2 separate regions of the Mus musculus genome follow, and region 2 is linked to region 1. A link is a contact called in public Hi-C data. All regions are on one chromosome and are shown on one strand. The core of a region is the stretch at or near the end of the contact, and the rest is flanking DNA. Distances in the headings are between cores, read along the strand shown. Region 1 has its middle 16 kb from the start of Il10. Region 2 overlaps Rassf5 (Ras association (RalGDS/AF-6) domain family member 5).

What was found. Hi-C and Micro-C count contacts between places; a contact is called where the count stands out from the background.
Region 2: a Hi-C map of regulatory T cells shows a contact between it and region 1, with 6 times the contacts expected there. The contact joins two enhancer-like sites. A contact is called at or near these places in 1 of 484 Hi-C or Micro-C datasets (regulatory T cells) and 2 of 115 datasets of contacts at active chromatin or transcription factors (CD8 T cells and effector CD8 T cells).

The regions. Positions count from the first base shown.
Region 1 is chr1:130,999,655-131,007,034 of GRCm38.p6, forward strand. No RefSeq gene overlaps it. Among named protein-coding and RNA genes, the nearest start is that of Il10, 16 kb to the right of the region's middle. Within about 2 kb of position 3,902, at least 32 of the 459 cell types and tissues checked have an H3K27ac peak or open chromatin away from gene starts, as enhancers often do. A contact at or near this core is called in effector CD8 T cells and regulatory T cells, where this site is marked.
Region 2 is chr1:131,182,125-131,189,504 of GRCm38.p6, forward strand. Rassf5 (Ras association (RalGDS/AF-6) domain family member 5) reads right to left here. Exons shown (of 6, transcript NM_018750.4): 3 at 20-130. It also overlaps a transcript of Eif2d not described here. Among named protein-coding and RNA genes, the nearest start is that of Eif2d, 33 kb to the left of the region's middle. Within about 2 kb of position 2,642, at least 133 of the 459 cell types and tissues checked have an H3K27ac peak or open chromatin away from gene starts, as enhancers often do. A contact at or near this core is called in effector CD8 T cells and regulatory T cells, where this site is marked.

The DNA of each region.
Region 1 (7,380 bases), core at 2,652-5,151:
TCAATTAAAATGAGTACCAGGTACAGAAATGCGTTAGGAAGATGGAGAACACTGGAAGGATTACAGCTTGACAAAACGCTAGGCTTGATACAGGTCATGAAACATGGTCCAGGGAAATCCCCAAACAGAAGCACCCCAGCTGGTTTCCCCATCACTTTGGGTAACTTTCCATTGCCACACACACATACACACACCCTGCCTACCCTCCAGGTCTCGTCTCAAGAACCTAGCTGCTCACTTGGCGGCCTGGTAAGGCATGGGAATCAAAAGAAGCAATGGACCCAGCTCCTGAACTTGAGAAGCTACATTCTTCGTAGGGAAACAAAACTCATGCTCCTACTTCAAGGGAGACCTCCCCCCACCACCACCCCAAGATGCTATAAAATGGTTGAGACCAAACCACAGTGTCAGAGGCCCAGGGAAGGTCTAGCAATGACCAGAGTTTTGTGTAAAAGGACTTTGTAATGCACAGTGGTATTAGCCTCAGTGGCCACATGGGAGGCAGAGAGTGGGTATTGAGGAACAAGGAACAGAAGTATAGATAGAATATGATAAACTATAAACTGTACAGATAAGTCAAAGTGAAATGAGCCTGCCATTAAGTGGTTACTGGGCACCGTGCCCTTGTCAGCTGGCATTCCAGTTTATCCTCCCATCTAGAATGGCAGAGTCTTTACTTCCATATTGCATCTTGGGGAAGCAAAACAATCATATGAGTTTAAACTTGGCATTGGCAACCAAGGCAAAGTGATCTGTGGCAAATTGGGGGATAACCTGACTGACGGCAACGGTGATAGGGTTCACTTGGCTGGGCCTTGGTATTCAGGGTGCTGTTCAACAACTTCCTGAGAATCATGACCCACACCCCACCTAAAAGTCTGGCCTGGAGCTTCAACACCATGACTCATATTATCCTCCACCTCAGGGACCTTTACCCACACTGAGTACCAAGCTTGCCCCTGCTGTTTTTGCTGGTGTTTAGCCTCTTTCCCATCCTCAGCATGTTCCTCCCGGGCCTGTGATTGGCTACTGTGATTAATAACACTGTTAGGGAGGCCAAGGAGGTGTTATCAGAAGTACCCAAGCCGCAGCCATGACTAATTCAGTAGAGCTGGAGATTCAAAAAGTACCGACAATTCTTTAATTATTTCTTCCTGCCTTCATGGTTTTCCTATTTTGAGGTTTCAGATGTGAAGAGGGAGGCGGATGGAGGTCCTGTCTTCCCAGAGATGAAGGATGTAGTATTTTGCCCAGCTTCCCACTCATTCTTGTGGTGACCCAATCCAATTCTCCAGTAGCACCTTGATGGAGTCTGAGTAATGAGGGGCTGGGGTGAATCAGGCAACATGGGGAGTCAGAAGGTTCTACCAGAGTGCACAGTGAACCATCAGGGAATCCCTCAAGAGAACTACGGACGCACATTGACCAAAGTAGCCTGAAGGAAAACCCTGTGTTGCTACATGACTCCTGATTCATGGCTTTCTCCTTCTAGGGTTTGGGTCAGAGCTGCCCCAAAGTAGCTATCCCTAACTACCCTCTGTTACTTTAAAAAAAAAAAATGTCCCCTAGGTTCCTGATAGAAAAGTCTCTTCCTGGGCTGGAGAGACAGGAGTGCCAGAAACCAAGGATGTCCTTTGCAGAATGTCTAAGAACAGGCTGTCTTAGTGCTGGAAAGAGGTGCCTTTCCTACCTGAAGGAAAGGTCAGCCAAGCCAGGTGGTTGTCAGTGGCCTATGTTTACCCCACAAATACATCCCCTGAAAGCCCATCATCCCACTGTGAAAGCATTGAACTGTTAAAGCATCCCACTGTGAAAGGAAACTAACATTCACTGTGTGTTTTACATATAGGGTACCAGAAAGTACTTTACACTAGCTAGTGATAAGCCAAGGGTGTCCCTTCTATCTACTCTGTTAAGGGACAAGAGGGTATCTACAGCCATGCTGCTCAGATTCACATCTTGACCCTGACACTTGCTAGATGTATGCTCTCAGGCCATGCACAACATTTCCTGAGCTCAGTTTCTCCCTCTGTAAGATGCACTCATCCTAGGTACTCACATTGCTGCTAGAAATATGGTGAGGGCCTGGTATAGCTGTCCCCTCGGAGGCTTTACCAGAGTCTGACCAATGCAGATGCGGATGCTCACAGCCAACCATCAGACTGAGCATGGGGTCCCCAATGGAGGAGCTGAAGGGGTTGGCAACCCCATAGGAAGAACAACAAAATCAACCAACCAGACTCCCCCAGAGCTCCCAGAAACTAAATCACCAAACAAAGAGTACACATAGAGGAACCTGTGGCTCCAGCTGCATATGTAGCAGAGTATGGTCTTTTCTGGCATCAATGGAAAGGGAGGCCCTTGGTCCTGTGGAGGCTCGATTCCCCAGCGTAGAGGAATGTTAGGGTGGCGAGGTGGGAGTGGGCAGGTGCAGGACAGCACCCCCATAGAAGCAGGGGAAGGGAGAGGGGATAGGGGCTTTGTGGAGGAAAAACTGGGAAGGGGGACAACATTTGAAATATAAATAAATAAAATAACCAATTTAAAAAGAAATATGGTAAAGATAAAAAGGATTAATATACACATACCATTTAGACCCATGCCTGAGGAGTTTCAAGGGTTAGCTACCATTCTATTTGTATAATAATTTTATTAATATAATAATTTATTCTAAATAATAATAAAAAGTAAAACGCCTACAGAAACCACAGATATTCCCAAAATGAGGCAATTTCTGAGGGTTAGCTACCATTTTCTTTTTATTATTTATTCTAAAAAACATATGACACATAAGGTTGTCCTGGAAACAGCTCTTTAAAAAGAGGGAAGATGAAGGCATTAAACCCCACAGGGATAGCCAAGGTGTCACTTCATTTCCAATGAAGAAATGGCAAGAGGATTGAATTCAGACCTGCCTCATTATTAGCGTCTCTTCCTAAGTGAGAGGGTGGGCAGTTGGTAGATGGGCTGCATATTATTTCCAAGGCCATGCATTACACTGTTGCCCAGACTTTCTCAAAGAAAAGGCTTCTTAGACTCAGCCTACAGAAGCCACGGATATTCCCAAGATGAGGCAATTTATGAGTGTCTGCCTATGACTGGTAGGTACTACTCACATCAGAAAGGGCAGTAAATCCATGCAGCTGGGGAAGGCCCTAACCTCCAATCTTAGCACACACACACACACACACACACACACACACACACACACACACAACTATGGATGTTCATTGGTTTACATAGTACCAGTTAAACTATAAGTACTTAGCTGAGAAGGTAAGAGGTTGCCATTATAATCTATTGGGAAGGATTTAGTTGGCTAGTTACCTTTAAGAAAATGGAGTGCCTCAAGAAAAAGAGGCAGGGGAGAGAACACCCGGTAAGAGTTCTGGGTAAAGAAAACCTCATGGAGGCTTTGATAGCTGAAGATCTGACAAAGGGTTTTGGGGGAACCCCCCCCCCAAAAAAAGTCACGGGTCAAGTTAGCTCTGTCTATTCAACCTTGCTTACCAGGGAAGGAGTGGAGGCAAACACATAGGTGCTGTGATTAGAATCAGATCACGAGTGAGTGTAATGGGCACTGAGCTAATGACATGGTAAATATGACCAGCCCTGGGAAAGCCCCCTATCCAGAAATGTCTTGCATACATAAGCACCACACAATTGGGGGGTGGGGAAAGCACAGGGAAAGCTCTCAAAGATGGCTCTAGTCGTCCTCCTCTTAGATCAGAGCTCAAGAGAAAGCCTTTAAGCAACACAACCATTACTTGCCCTCTGCCTGCCCCGCATAGGCCCCGGGCTAAGAACAAAGCCAGGAAGCCAACCCTGAATCTCTGGCTCCTCCTGCCCAGCTACCTGACCTATCAGAAGACGACACTGGGGCAAGCTCAGAGGCCGTCATGACGTCACGGACGTCAGAGGCCGGAGATGACACTTGACACCTGCCAGAGCCCTAAACCCGGTATCAGAGTATGATTCCATTGTGAAGACCGAAAATAGATAGTGCTATAAGCCAATGGCAACAGCTAGGATGGAAAATACAACTCTTCGGGGAAGTGGGGGAGGCTGCCTCCAGGGAAACAACGCTGGTTATCGCCTGTGTTTGCTGAGTCTGCAGTGGAGGGGTTTTTGTTGTTTTGTTTTGTTTTGTTTTGTTTTTCTTTCTTTTGTTTCTTTAGTTGGTTGGTTGGATTTCGTTCCTCTTTTTCTACCTGGGAGGAGGTAAATTCATCTGCTTTATTGCAAAGCAGAGACCATGTGGCTTGTTCCCAGGCAGGTGGCAATCAGAGGAAGGTGAAATGTCATGAAGTTGGGCTTTTATTTGGGGATAACGAAAGGATAAGGCATTCTATAATCTTTTAGAAATTGTTGGGCCCACAGTGTCAAAAGCAGTGAAATAATTTGTCAAGACATTAAAATTTGTTATTTTGTCTTTCCACCACTCCCCACCCTCACCCCCAGAGCTGAGGAACAAACCCAGGGCCACCACTGAGCTAAATCCCCAACCCCAACATTAAAATGTGAATTACTACCTCAAGGCACTCTGGCAGCTCAGTGTGACAAGCAAGCATAGCTCTGGAGGCCTTGCCCCTCTCCCTGATTCCTAAAGCTAGTCACCCAATCAAAATCAGATGTTTCATCCTAACACAGGTTTTCCCCTTTGACCTTTATAAAACTGCCATTTTCCTATGGGCCACATCTGTCTCCTCTCAAGAGAGAGGAGAGTTCTTTGTCGCTCTGGGACAAATATCTCTGCCCTCTCTCCCTTGTTCCCTTCTCCTTCTTCATCCTCTATCTCCTGTCTGTGTCTCTTATTCCCTGCCCTCTGTCCTCTGAGGGAAATAAATCTCATTTGTACTGAGAACTTGGTCTTGAGGGTCCCAAGCCAGTGGTTTTGTTTTTTGTTTTGTTTTGGTTTAGTTTTGTTTTGTTTTCATGCCATGGGATAAGTCCTTTTAATAGTCTGCTCGCTAGCTTCCTTGTCTGAACAAAAGAGGGGCATGATATAAAAATAAACTAAAAAAGAAACCCCACACTTCCCCCAACTCTGAGAGCTCTGAAAGCATTTGATTTGTCCTGAGTATTAACCTGGACATCCTGGCCTGGGCGTGCCAGCCAGCCTGCTTTCTCCTCTCTGTAAAAGAACAGTGGTAACTCTGCCTTGCTTCCTCCTGGGAAAACAGTGAGTGCTGGCTGGTTTAGTGTGCACCAAAGGTCTTTGTGAACCTTGGGACTCCAGGCACACAGGAATTTGAGTCCTTTCCACATCCCAGAGGAAGTGTGGGTAGAAGGTCCCGATGGCCTGGAAGATGTGTCCCTCCGTTGATCGAACAACAGTGAAGCAGGAGACAGTTTTCCTGCGTGGAAGGAAGGAACAAGCACCCCAACCTTTGGCAGCAGCAGCAGATGGCGCCTGTACTGAATGGGTTCAGAGCAAAGACAAGGATGGTGCAGGGAACCACAGTCGAGTCTTAAGGCTCATCCAGACTCCTCAGTTTCTGCTTTACACAACTCCTTATGTTTCTCATATAAGAGTTGAACTGGGGGGAATAATCTGTGTGGATGATAGCTTTTGGATTTAAGATGACCTATTTCCAACTTCCAAAGCTTACTGGAATCTGACGGTGGCTTCCTGTAGAAGGCTTTCAAGGACCATGAGCTCATGACAATGGTTCTCAAAACCACCTGGGGAGGATGAACATCCTGAGGGAGCAGATGAGGCTAAGAGGAAAGAAAGAGGAGGAGTTTGGTAGTTGCCAAAAGTGGAGCTTGGGAGCTCAGGGGTAGCTGCTCAGATGAAGTGCTCGCTCTGCTACCAACCTGAATGGGATCATGGTTTTAAAGCATCTGGGGCTCAAATCTGCATCCACATTTCTGCCTCCATCATGAATTAAGAGTCTATGAGCTTTAATTCATACTTCTATAGGTAGTGTTAACAAATAGCTAAGTGTCAGGGAAATCAGGGACTGTGGAGGAAGAGCCCCTTCAGTGGAGGCTCCAGAGCCTCAGAATGCATCACACATGTAGTGCCAGGCAGCTGGCTGCACTTAGTCACAGCAGTGTTCCAATCAGCCACACAGCACACACATGCGTGCAAATACATTCACACACTCACACACACATACACAGACACACACACACACGAGTACACACTATGCCAGACACATGTGATCATGTGATTACCATTACCTAAGCTGGCAACTCCATGGTCGAAAAGGTGACTAAGAGCCATACAGGCCAGTGTGTTTTCCAAGCTGTGTCACAAAGAAGTGAGGCCCATGAGGAACCAAAAAGCCTAGACAAAGGGAGGTTTTAGAGGGTAAGTTAATGAAAAGAACAGATGTCCATAGACATGATTGTTGTTGCTGGAGAAAAAGTATACACACACACACACGTGTGCGTGCTCACACACACATAATCTACTAGGCTGCATCACCTGGTACAGGAAAAGTCCATGGGACTTAATGTTTTGTGGCATATCCACACAGAAGAAACTCCTGGATCCTAGTCTGGGTCCCTGGTTCTAGAAAAAGCTGCCAGTCACTGAGTGACTGATGAGACAAGAGAGGGCCTCTTTCATGTGGTTAGCCTTCACATAGTTTAAGTACTTTGCAAGCCTCTGATTCTCTTCAAGGGTGGAGAAAGCAGGAAGACATCTCCTTACTTCACAGAGATAGGAACTGAGGCTCATCAGAGTTGGAAGACATTGCCACAGCCACACACACAAAAAGACCAAAAGTCAGTTACTATTCCATTGTTATGGTAAGTCTCTACGACCAAGGCACCTCATAAAAGAAAGCATTTAATTCAGGGCCTGTTTACAGTGTCAGAGGACTGGTCCATGGCCATCATGGCAGAAAGCACAGAGGTATGGCACTGGAGCAATAGCTGAGAGCTTGCATCCTGATCTACAGATGGGAGGCAGAGGAAATAAGAGACCGAGCCTGGTGTGAGATTTAGAAAACTCAAAGCCCACTCCTAGTGACACCTCTTCCAACAAGGTCACAGCTATTCCAGAAAGGCCACACCTCCTAGTTCTTCCCAAAGAGTTCCACTCACTGAGGACCAAGCATTCAAATACATGTGCCTATAGACCATACTCGTTCAAACCACCGCACCAGCTCTCATTTTTTTCTAGGCCAAAGTCATTACTATTTGAGTACTGTAAGTACATATCCTAACGAAAATGTGCCAATGGTCACACCAAGCTAGACTGTCTCTCCTTTCTATTATTGGCACTCAAGAAATATGGATTCTAGTCCAAAGGACAAAGTAAACACACGCATGATGGAGCACAGGAAAAAACACCTCTCAACTCTAGATAATGTGCAAGAGCTGTCACTTTTGTCATGAGTGCAAGAGGATTTTTTTTTCCTTTTG
Region 2 (7,380 bases), core at 1,392-3,891, 180 kb after region 1:
ATGGACAGGCTCTGCTTACCAGCTTCATGCCCAGGCAGTGCTTCTCCCTGCTGTTATAGCTGTCAATCTTCTGCTTGATCTCCTGTATCGTGGGCGGGTGCTGTGTCTCCTCCACTGCCTTACAGACATTCTGGAACAGACAGGTGGCAATGTGTACAGTGGCTTTCAGGATACAGAGGGCAGTAAGCATACCTCCCAAATGCCCCTCTGGCTAAGAAAGAAGTGCCAGCATGAGCAGTAAGAGGCCAGCCACTCAAATCTCTCTCAGCCTCAAGCTTCCTCACCTATGACATGGAAATAATACCTAGCCCAGACTGGCTGAGAGACCAGTGTCTGTATGCCCCATACCTAGGCACTGGCCATCAACTCGGTGAGTGGGACGTGGCCTGTCCGTGTCCAAGAAGCGATAAGCTACAAAGGTGTGAGTGAGTACATGCTAAAAAACGATAGCCAGGGACCAAGGGCACATCCCGCCTGCCAGTCAGCTCATGTCACTGGCAATAAGCTTTGCTCATAACATGTGATGATTTGTCAAGTGAATGAACTGTTAGGGACAGTTCATTCAGGCACCTCCTCTATACACTAAGGATTCAGCTATCTCCACATCTCACAGACCCAAACTTCCTGATTCCTGATTCTCCAGGTGAGAACACTGGGACTCTGCATTTACCAGCTCAATACCCCCATCCCCATGTGCAGAACAAGCCAGAAATCCCACACCTGTCCTGCTGTGGTCTCCCCGCATCACATGATTCGATCTGACAGAGTTCCCTGCTTTATCTGTGACCCGCCAGGAAAATGGAAGAAGGAACTTAAGGTCAGTATCCCTTGCAGTATGGTACCGGTGGATTCTGAGATCTCCACAGGTCTTTTTCACAGGTCCGTTCTCTGGACTTCCCTCATGTTCAGGGTCATTTCCCAGTTTGTCTTAATGCTCCCCAAAGTGGCTTGGAGTGCAGGGAGCCGGTAGGTGAAAATTCTCCCAGAATTATTCTGATCTTAGAAACCCAGCAGACTTGGGCAGTCAGGAATCATCTCTAGTACATCAGACAGCAGATGCCCAGAGAAGGATGACTCGACAGCATCTGATACCTGCTTGGGGTTTGGTTTGAAGAATTTTACAACGGTTTCCACATCACACTGTCCCCACCACCAAGTGAAGCACAGTGGGGTGCTCACCAACAGAGCTCATGCCTGGCCTTTCCCTTCAGCATGCCCATTTGTAGGACTTCATCACACGCACAGCACATCAGCACTTCCTCCTCCCACTCGCCAATCCTATAGGGCACAGGAAACTGCCAAGAGCAGTGGGCATTGCTGGGTCTGTATGGCTCCACCTTCCCAGCCCTCCACAGAGACGAGCCGACATCCTCTTTCATTCGAGGCTCTTGCATGGTCTGCTCCTGTGCACTTTTCACCCACAGCTCCTGATGGTAACTACTGGGTTGGTGGTCCAGATACCTTCTCTGACACACTACCTATGGCATTCCTATTGTAAGATCATGAACATAGAAAATAAATATGCTGATAGCCCATTGCTAGTGAGTAGCCAAGTAGGAGCAAGAATGAAGTCCATATAAGCATGGAGTCAAGTTCTCAACTGAGCATGTGGCCACCCTAGGGCAGCCCCTTCTGCTATCGGGATCAGCACCCCACCACACCAGTAATGGTCACTGAACTTTAACACTGCAGGCCTGGGATGAACAGATGATAAAACAAGACCTGGCCTGTGGAACATTCATCTAAGCTGGCCTATCAGTGGGTCCAGCTCTAGGCATCCCAGTGGGTTTTGCATCATCTATGAAGCTGGCAAAGAGGGACTCCTAACATCTGGAGTGAGGGCAGCTGGCAGGATGTAGGGGCCTGCCAGTATGTCCTCTTACTTGATCTTGAAGAATGCCCAAGAGAAAATAGTTGCTGGGACATCTCCTGTTTGCTTAAAGTGCATAACTCACGTGAGCCTCACAGGCTGTCTTCACCTGACTCATTCATCTGGAGGCTTCCAAACGGATTCCTCTCATTTGTCTTCACTTCTGGGACTCTCCATTTCCAGTCTCCACATGCTGGATACCTCTCTATGGACCAGATGTGCCTGGCTATGGCCCTGCCTTGCTCTCTGGTCATTTCAAGTCAGAATGGGTAGCTGGGTGGCTGCTGTTTTAGCCTTCATTCTACTCATCTCAGGCAGGCTGACTGTCATTCCTGGGACATTCTCATATTCATCTACAAAAAAAGAATTAAGTGATGGAAAACTCTAGAAGTCCCTGGAAGACCTCTGTTTTCCGTTCCAGCCATTTCCTTGTTGAAAAAGCAGCTGTGTTGTGGCTGCTGAAGGCCTGCTTCCACGCCCACTTTGGACCACAGTGAGTCACAGCTGCCTTGGCTTTAGGTTTCTTCTTCCTGTTCCACTTTTTTTATTCATTACATCAACCGATCTATTCTGTTCCCTTTCCACAAGGCTGGAAAATGATGCAAGTAGCCATGGGTACCTTCCAGACCAAGGCAGAAGATGGCATTCCTGACCTCAGCATTGGAAGATCTGGTCTTGGGGGGGGGGGGCGGTCGATGAGCTCCATCTACCTAGGAGCGTCAGCAGCCTGTGTGTGCCCAACACTGTGAACCTTGCTCACATAGAATGTCAGCGCCAAATGTCAGCACCCAGTTCAGTCTGGCTGCTGCCCACACTGAACCTGCCAGGCAAGATCTAACCTACAGATGGAATGAATCACTTTCCAAAGTAGGCCAATCAGTGAGCCCCGTCCAGGAGCTCAAAATCCACCACCTGGGAAACACCGTAGAATCTAGATTATGGACTCTTAAAACTTCCAAGCACATTGGCGTCATCTGGGGATTTTCTAAAAATGTGGTTTCCTGGACTTTCTCCTTAGAGAGTGATCTGGGATTGATCTGGGGTGTAGTCTGGGAACAAGAATTTTTGAAATCTATTAGATGATTTCAACATGTTGCAGAGTTCACAACAATTCCATCCAGCTACAGAGCTACTATTTTGGGGCCAACAGATAAAAGCTGGCCCCACATTTTACCTAAAAGGCAGAGTCCGCTGTGTCCGAGGACAAGGCAGGCTCTGGTTTCTGTTCATCTGACACAATCTCAAGCCCTCACAGTGCAGGACGTGTCTCTCTAATGATGGACACAAGGCAGAAGCCAGGAAGATACACGCTTATGTCTTGGGGCTCCCCAATGTCCAAACAGAATGGGGAACTCTTATAATTTAGTAAATCTAGGTATTATCCTGTCAGGTGTCTCTCCGAGAGTTTACCCATCTTGGGACTTGCAACATGGAATTGATTCTCTCTGACTAATCCCTGGCAGCAGCTAAGCTGTTTTCAGCATGCCTGGCTCATCCATGGTACTGCTGAAAAGCTGGCTTGTCTAACGTCCTAAGCCACAAAAGGCTGTGACCACTGTAAGCTCTTGAAGGTACTGCAGTAAGGAAGTTATAAAGTGGAGGCATGACAACCACGTGACAGGCTGTGTGCCAGTCATAAGAGCACAGATCCCCTCCCCCCCCATTCCCTAATATCTATTAAAACGCCCTCAGTGGGTTGGGAGTGGTGGCAAGCACCCATAACCCCAGCACTTAGGAGGCAGAGGCAGGAGGATCACTGCAAATTCAAGAGCAGCCTGGTCTATATAATGAACTATCAGAACTATTATCTCAAAAAACCAAATAAAGTCAAAATATCTTTAAAAAAAACCCCAGCACAGACAGCTTTATGCTAGGTCAGACTTTGCTGTATTTTATCTTCAAGGCAACACTGGCTAGGTCCACAGTGCAATCAGAGACAAACGGGAATCTTCATTTTGGTTATTCTGCTCTAAGGATGACCCTCTAAGGAGTGAGGCCGGTAGCTTCTAGAAATCTCCAGCCAAGTTCACAGAGTGACAGTGGGCGGAGGCAGAGGAGAGTGTGTCCACCCTCAGTGCTGGCTTTGGCTTGATCTAAATCACACAAACCTCAGTTCTAAAAAAAAAAAAGTCACTCTCCTAAAATGTGTCCAAGTGTTCTCCTTGCCTGTGACTTTGATGGTCTCACTCCTGTCTGCCCATCTGCAGTTGCTTTCCCCGGCAAGGCTTCCCTAATCACCGCAGCCCCGCATTGATGGTGGCGGTGACGACAGTGAGCCTCGTACTGTTCCCAGCATGTATCAGTTCACACACCTCCACAAGCCAGCACATGAAGAAGGGCCCCATCCTCACAACCATATATAGCTGGAGAAAATGAATCACAGCCAGACCGAAGCTGAGCTTATCGAAAGTCAACCCTCGCCATCTGGAGTTTATCTACAATCCCGCTTGCTTCCATCCACCTCCCTGGAAGCTATCAGTGATGGCTTCCCCTCTCTCTTATGTGGAAGATCTTTCATGACCATGCCAGACTGACTTCTGTTTCTTCTGTGCCCATCAGCACTGGGCGTGAAGAAGACAACACTTGTTCAGGACCTCCACGGATCCCTCACTGACTGCAGGGGAGGGGGTCTCGGCTTTTCTAAGGAGCCGTGGAGGGCCTTGCTCTGGGAGTGAAGTAATCACGCCTGTCTCGTCCATCATGGTATCCCAGAGCCTTGTTCCTGCTCAGATACCTGGGGGATGGGTATGTATTTGGCTTTAGACTCTCACTACTAATTTTTTGACCTTGAGAGAATCAAGAGACCCTTTAAATCATGATTCCTTCTATAAATTTGAGATCAAATTATTTTGCCACTCAAGAATGCTATAAAAGTAAGACAGGAGGTTCAAAGGTGTTTTACGGATCAATCAAATCTAACCAGAGGTTTCCCAGGAAACCCAAGCCTATCCCTCTAAACCAAGTTCATTTCTCATTGTCCTTATTTACATATTCTAGATTAGCTAAGCAGCCTTAGAGCTCATTCATTCCTTTCTCAGCACAGGCAGTGGACAGACTTCTGTGAAGGTTCGGGTAGTAAACACTAGGCTTTGGAGGCCACAATCTTATGCATCTACTGCCCTCTACCCTCGTAACACAGAGGCAGCCACAGAACGGGGGTAGTGGTGGCACAATGAAATGTGTTTGTGCAATGCACTCGGGGCAGTGAGACTTGCTTTGTGCAATGTGCCCCTGAGTAGCAGTTTGCTCCATGGTGGGGTTTGCACAATTTCCCTCCCTAGAATACACACACCTCTCTTCCCTCGGTCGGCTCCATCTCCTCTAGGTGGTACCTAGGAAAATTTTAGCCCATAGCAGCCTCCTGTCCTCTGGGCCCTTGATGTGTCTGTTGTGTGACATTGTAATTCTCCAACTAAGGAAGGTATATACACTTCTACCCAGTCTTCCTCCCAAGTCACACCTCCTATGCATTGCAGTATTTTCTCCCTGCTCCTGTGGTAAAACACCCTGACAGAAGCGACTTAAGGAAGAAAGGGTTTGTTCTGGCTTGTAGTTCCAGGTTACAGCCTGTCATGAAGGAGAAGTCACTGTGTGGGAGCTTGAGGAGCTGTGAGTGTATTGTATCCGTAATCAGGAACAGAGCAATAAATGAACACTTACTAGTGCTCAGCTTGCTATATCATCTTCTTCTTCATCATCTTCATCATCATCATCATCATCAATTGAGACAGGGTAGCCGTGGATGCCCTGGAACTCACTATGTACGCCAGGCTGAGTTCAGACTCACAGAGATCCACCTGCTTCTGCCTCCTGGGTGTAGGAGTCAAGGTGTAGACCTCCAGAGACTCCAGGGTCCTTTGGAGAATGGCACCACCCAGTAATGGGTCTTCCGGTCCTAGCTAAGGTAATCAAGATACCGACCCTTCCCCCACCAGGTAAGCCTGAATCATCTCCCAGGTGATTCTACTCTGTCAAGTTAACACCACCCCACAGTTTCCTGTGCGTTTCCTCAGAGTACCAGAGAACAGGCTGCCGGAACTTCACTCTCAATGATTAGCTATCCCCAAAGGCTTGGTCATTTCCCTGGAGTTATTCTCCTCCCTCCATGACAGGAGGCAACAGAGTTGGCTGAAGCAGGGATGGAGTAGGGGGCTAGGCACACTGGCTCTGGGCCTTAGAGTCATCTTGCAGCAAAGCTGAAGTTTCCCATACACCACAGATCTCTGCAGCTGCTTGCAGATGTTGAATCAACACTCCACGAAGGAGTATTCCGAGCCTGTGCGGCTTCAGCCAGCCGTTCATTAAGCACATGCTGACGTGTGTTGTTTAAAGATTAGCTCACATGCATTCACTCACCTAGTACCTTCAGGTAGCTATTCCTTGGATGGAACAGAATTTGTGTTGGCCACCTAAGCTTCTTGGGGCCCACTGCTGGGCTCAGCTAACATGTAGTTGGCCTCCAAGGAGGTATCAGACGTGCCTGTGGATTAGGTGTCAGGGAGGGTCAAGCGGCTGGAGTAATCTTCAGCATGCCTGACATCCCACACGGCCAGGTCCAAGAGCACCTCTCTGCCCTGCATCCTGAGGGTTCCCTGCCAAGAACACATGGGCTGCCCGGGGACTTCAGACTTGGGAAGGCCTACTTCTTTGTCACTTGCTGATCAGGATGGGTACAATACTCAGTGACCTGTGACCTAATGGCAAGTCACTTCCCCTCTCAGAGCCTTAGTTTCCTCATCTGCCAAACCATGAAGTGACACCAAAGAGACTCCAAGGCCCAACGTAGGGCTAAGACTGGGCCGAGAAGATAGGGCTTTCATCACCGCTTCCTCCTATCTTTCAGAGAACTGGGTGTGGGGCTGAGGACCTGAGGACAGCCAGGGACATCTGAATTGTGTCAGCAGCTGTGGTCCAGAGGAACAAGAGCTACCCCTCCCCTCTACCGCTCTGCTCTCCTTGGTGCTTGCTCGCTCACCAACCTGCTCTCTCTTTGTGTCAGCAAGACCTTGTCTCCTCCAAGCTCAAGTAGGTCTTGGTTTCCTTTCTCACTCTTAGCACAGCTGTCAGCAGCAACTCTTGTGCCCCTGAGTAGAAACCTTCTCTAAGCCCAAGCCAGGGAGCGAGCTGTAAGCATGTACTGAACAGAGGACCATGCACAGGCTCCCAGGCCCCAACTCTCAGGGATTCTGTTGGGCTTGCCCTAAATGGGAACCTCAGGTTATAAGAGGGAACACATCCATCTGTCTAGTCAGGGTTTGAAATGTATGGCTCAGTGTCTGAGCACAGGGAAGGTCACAGGTCCCTTTGTGACAGCCTCAACCTCAACAAGAGAGGAAACTCCAGTAAGGTACACTGTAGGGTCCCTGCCTAGTTCCAGAATGGCATGTTCTGGGATGGTTCCTCTGATCTACCCATGGCAGTAGAGGGTTCATCTTGTTTATCTGTTGCATGCCCATGGTTCCCAGAATAAAAAGACCAGAACTTCCCCAACTGTGTTCTCCAGTAGTCAC